Regions from separate parts of the Mus musculus genome. Here region 1 is linked to region 2. Evidence: chromatin contacts called from public promoter capture Hi-C data. All regions are on one chromosome and are shown on one strand. The core of a region is the stretch at or near the end of the contact, and the rest is flanking DNA. Distances in the headings are between cores, read along the strand shown.

What was found. Promoter capture Hi-C pulls out the DNA fragments that hold promoters and counts their contacts.
Region 1: a contact with region 2 is called in a promoter capture Hi-C map of pre-B cells, with 7 times the contacts expected there. The contact joins the promoter of Ttc21b here to the promoter of Grb14 in region 2. A contact is called at or near these places in 2 of 39 promoter capture datasets (hippocampal neurons and pre-B cells).

The regions. Positions count from the first base shown.
Region 1 is chr2:66,255,361-66,258,060 of GRCm38.p6, forward strand. It overlaps Ttc21b (tetratricopeptide repeat domain 21B), which reads right to left and starts at 1,257. Exons shown (of 29, transcript NM_001047604.2): 1 at 1,154-1,257. The coding sequence starts at 1,174.
Region 2 is chr2:65,021,399-65,024,098 of GRCm38.p6, forward strand. Grb14 (growth factor receptor bound protein 14) reads right to left here and starts at 1,368. Exons shown (of 14, transcript NM_016719.1): 1 at 1,062-1,368. The coding sequence starts at 1,246.

The sequences.
Region 1 (2,700 bases), core at 7-2,506, 1.2 Mb after region 2:
ATTTAGGTACATCCACAGCTGCTTACCAACGTCACTGCAGATGGACAGAGATACTAAAGTAGGTACCATCTGGCATTTTGTAGACGGTGCTTGCCACTCCTTGTTCAAGAACCTTGTTCTAGATAGAATATTGCACTGATCAAACTGGAAAGGGAAGAAGCCAAGGTCAGCAGCCTCAGTTTTAGGACACGACTCGCTCCTGTGCTAAGTGATGAGAAGTTTAATAATGGTTTTATCACTAAAGTGGTTTTAGTGCAGAACTCATTTGGATAAAATGAGGGATAAAACATGTAAAAGAGTTGGAGGAAAAACTTGAAAAGGTAATGTAGAAATTCATTAAAAAAAAAAAAAAAAAGCCAAACCTTTCGGTCTTCCCTAACTGTCAGCACCCACTGTCCTCTGAATATAATCAGTAGTTCTCATGACATTCATGTGTTTAATAGCTTGTGGGGTCAGCCCTCATAAATCAAGTGAAAGTTGCAAGACTAAGCACCTTTACTGCAGTATTGCAAGTACTTAGAAAATAGTGCAAAACACACAGAAGGCAGTCAACCAATGCTTGCTAAATGTACTAAGAACTTTTTCCAGTGTTGGATTTTTGAATGAGTAAATCTCATGTCCAGGAGTCTGTTCAGCTAGCTCCAACTTCCGGGAGTCACCCAAGAAAAAGCGCTCCACAAATACTGAACAGGTCCCAAAGTGGACAGAGGGGAGGGGAGGGGATGCGAGGGGAGGGGAGGGGAATGATCGCGAAAGGCTTCCAAACCTTGTCCTTGTTTTTCACCATTTCTGAAATATATGCTGAGTGCAACTATGGGAAGACCATTTTCATAATCTATAATACTCCTCCTTTTAAAGGACTTTCGTTAACCGCTTGCAAAGGTGAGTGCCGGGTAGAGGACATTAGCTCGCTAAGTCCCTAGAAATCACACTTGGAGACTAAGCAGGCTTTCCCAGGAGAAGTCCAAAGCCAACATAAGCAGGAGGCTGGGGGCTGGCCGTTAACCGCAAGGCAGTGGTTGAGCCCTCGGGATCATCCCGGCGGGGGGCGCAGCATCTCCGCCAAGGCCGCAGGCTCTCACCATCAGCTGCCCGAGCCACCCTGTACCTCGCAGTCCACTCGCCCTGCCCACGCCCCGCGCCGCCCGCTCACCTTCAGCCCCTGGGAGTCCATGGCCGCCGGCTACCCGGAGGGTGCCCACCGCTGCCCGCCGCAGGGTTAGGGGTTCAGACCCACTTCCCGGGCCCTCAAACCCTAAGGGACGCGGCGTGCAGCACGAGGGGCGTGGCCCGATCTCCATTGGTTGTCGGCGTGAGGGGGCGGAGCTTAGTTGTAGGACTAGGAAGGAGGGGGCCACCGGAGCAGGCGAGGAGGGAACCCCGAGGGAGGACCGCGAGGGCGACTGGGGCTGGAATCCGCTGAGCATTGAGTGCTGCCGAGTTGTGGGGCTAGAGGAGGGAGGTCCAGCCTGGAAACGGCGCGAGGAGGAGGGATTGGGTGGAGCAAGAGATATGAGATTAAAGAATAAAGATGATGAAGCAGCAAATAGGAGGGAGAGCCATGCCGCTTTTCATCCCTGCAAACAAAGGCCGACTCCATTTTCTCAGCATTTTTTGTGGAAGCCGATTTGCGCAATGCGGCTTAGTACTTGACCAGGGAAAATGATTTACCTGACACGTGTAGTAATCGTGTCTGGGCCACAAGGTGGCGCAGAAAAATCACAGTTCGGCAAAAACCTTGAAGCCTGGCTTGGGCTTGTTCTAAATCTTTTCAGGCGCTGCTGTAATTTTGCTATTCGAGTGCTTATTAAACTGCTCCGCCAGATTTCCACCCCCAAAGTCTTATTTAAAAATATGTGGTTACCTCTTTTAGATTTCTATTTCTTAAGTGTTTGCTGTAGTTTGGATCTAAACTGTCCCTCAAAGACACACGTGCTGAATGTTCCCCAGCCCGTGTGCTGTTGGGAGTGGTGGAACCTTTGATAGATGAGGCCAAATGAAAGGACTTTAGAAGATTCTCACGTGACCTTGAAGAAGACATTGGGACCATGGACTTGCTGTTTGCTTTTCTTTTTGCTTTTCTGTTTGCTTCCTGGCAGCCTTCCTTAGAAGATCTTCACCAGTGTATTTATCATGAGATCCAGCAAGCTGACTGAGAGGGGCATCTAGACACACTAATTTGTTTCTGCTTGTATTCTTTAAAGGACTGCAGGCAGCTGTGGCCGTTATACTGATGTTTTAGTGGGCCTCCTGCCTGCTCTTAGGACTCTTCCTTCAATCGGGTTGCTTTCTCCATCCTCCGTATGAGATCTTTTACCTTGTCTTACTGTATTTTGGTCCTGTTTGGCTGTCATCTCTTAGAAGCCTACTTCTTTCTGAAGAGGAGAGGGAGGGGGAATGGATCTAAAGGAATGGAGAAGCGGATGTGGTGAAAAGCTAGGAAGAGTGGGGTGGGGGAACTGTGGTTGGGATGAGAGAAGAATCCATTTCAATTAAAAAAAAACAGGCAGAATGATGTAGACAGTTCTAGAATTCTATCTTATCAAGAAGAGAGGTACTTAAGGTCATGACAAAGCAGTGGGGATGCTAATTATTCCAATGTGACCCCTGCTCTTTGTATGTGTGCACTGAAATATCGCACTGTATCCCAGTGAAAACCACCAGTTTCCACATTTTTGAGCATCATATAAGCCTTTTGAG
Region 2 (2,700 bases), core at 118-2,617:
GCCAATTACCACAAATAATTCTATACCACCTCCCCCACCCCATCTCACAGAAAAAGAAAAGAAGAAGAAGAAAAGCCTTGGGAGGCATTGACACTCCATTTCCTGTACTTAGGGCTTTCCTGAACACCAACACAGGCTACATCATGATTTATGCAAACATTACCCAGGGGAGTGTGCCATTTCCTGGCTCCTATTAAATTGACAAAATCTGTAAGTTACATCCAGTAAACTCATCCCCAGGATTTTTTTTTTACTCATCACTGCTGGAAGTTATGATTTATTAAATATAGATGTGGTTCATCTCACTTCGAATTTCATTCACAATGTTGCCCACACACAGTCTGCTAATTTTTCAAGTGCTTATAGATACAGAACACCAAGGCAGTCCTTCTGGGAAGGTAAGTCAATAGAATGTGTTAGCAGGAATGTAACGCTAGGCCACTGGGGAGTTATTTTAACTTGACTGAAGTCAGAGCGCTTTGCAAATCCTGACAAAGAAGCAGGAGTGGTATTTAGATGTGCGACTGCAAAAAGCCACGGATTCTTAAGCTCTTCTCGCCTTTTTCTTTCCTAAGTATGACAACTCCAAAGGCACTTAATGCTCATTGCTGTGGAGATGAGAAACCTTGGAAAGCCGCTGCCCTTTCCTGTGGAACATAAAGACGGCTCAAATGTCAACCCCTGCTCTGCCTCTCCCGGGTCCTTGGAAGACTCTATCTACGTGGGAGGTGAACACATTCAAGCTTGGATTTTTGAAGCCTATAGTGTAATAGGAAAAGGGCCACCCAGCAGCTGAATGTGGTCAGTCTGGAGTGAAGCCTTCTGGTTCACCCCAAAGGGCAAAGGTGAGACAGACCGCTCTCCACCACCCCGTGATGCTATTTATAACAGGGCACCTGGAGATCGTGGTGCCCTCCTGACCCCGCGGGATCTGGCTCCAAGGGAATTGTCTTCAGACACTTTCCAAACTTGGTCCGGCTCTGGGCACACACTCACCCCTGGGCCGCCTCCATACCCCAAGAGCGGATTGCTGACCCGGACACCACCACGAAGCTGCCTACCTGTCTATGGCACCGCGGAGGGTCGCATCGGAGGCGGGGGACAGCGCGTGCAGTCCGGGGACCTGCGCCGGGTCCTGGGCGTCTCCCTTGCCCTGGGCAACGCGGCACACCTGCACTGCCAGCGGCGAATCCTGGGCGCCTGCCCGGCCCGCGGCGCTCTGCCCGTCTTGCAGGGACGTGGTCATGGTCGTAGGCCAGGGGTCTAGGGAGTCATCGACCGCGAGGCGAAAGCTACGAAGGGCTGGGGGCGAGCAGAGCCGAGCGGTTGCAGGCAGCGAGCGCCTTGCAGGTGCGGTGGCAGGGCCGCCTGCGCTCACGGCCAGGGCGGCTGGGACGCGGTGGGGCGGGGAGCGGGGGAGGGGCGGGGGCGGAGGAGGAGGGTGGGGACGTAGAGGGTGGGGACCGGGAAGAGCGGTGCTGGGGGGCGGGGAGGATGGAGCGCCAGCCTGGCGGGCCCTGCGCGTAGCCCGGGCACTCGGGGGCGCTGGTGTCACTCTCCTGAAGCGTGGGGACCTCGACCTCAGGCTCCCTAAGTCCCACCGCCGCTTTCCCAAGTGGGTGACCCAGCACAAGGCTGAAAGTCCCGCGGGCCGAGTGCCACTCTGGGCTAGGAGGACCGACCTCCAATCTGCCTGGGTCCAGGCAGAACTGGTCCTTAGACCCTTCCGTGCCAGTAGGGCCACGGGAGATCACCTAAGCTGTGGCTTGATCATCAAGACAGACCCACAGTACTGGCAAACCAGGAGGAAATCTTAGGGCAATGTATTCTCCAGTCCCGCCCCCCACCCCGCGCTCCCTCCCCCACCACCCCTTTCCTTTTCCTCCGTGGCAAGAGATGGAGTAAAGTGAGGAAAAATCAGGGTTGCTGTCTTAGAAAAACTCCTTTGAACTGGTGAGAATTCTCAGTAAAACCTGAATGAATCTCAAGGTGCCTGGGATTATTAATAGAGTTTTTTCCTTGTGTTCGTTCTTTCTTTCTTTCTTTCTTTCTTTCTTTCTTTCTTTCTTTCTTTCTTTCTTTCCTTCTTTCCTTCTTTCCTTCTTTCCTTCTTTCCTTCTTTCCTTCTTTCCTTCTTTCCTTCTTTCTTTCTTTTCTTTTCTTTTTATTTATTTTTTATATTTTTACTTAGTTATTAATTAATTTTTTTTTTTTTTTGGTTTTTGGAGACCAGGGTTTCTCTGTGTAGCCCTGTCTGGCCTGGAACTCACCCTGTAGACCAGGATGGCCTCGAACTCAGAAATCTGCCTGCCTCTGCCTCTGCCTCCCAAGTGCTGGGATTAAAGGCCTGTGCCACCACTGCCCAGTTCTTTTCTTTTTTTAATGAGAGCATCTTTCTCATATTTTCCACATTCTGCCTTGCTCTCCTAACTATTCCATGAATCTACTACTTGCCTCATTTTATACATAAGAATATTAGGGTCCCCAAGCAACCCAGGGCAAGGCCCTGCTTAGCTCTTAGTTAACAGATGCACTCAGGATTCATCCCATAAGCTTCCATGTCAACCTAGGCAATGAAACAGTAGAGGCATTGTGTTCTTCCAGGATGCAGCAACCATACCCTGAAATCCGGACTTCTGTCCCTGCTTTTCATGAAGTATCCTACATCCTGTGCACCGTGGAGGACTTTCAGAGAGTTTA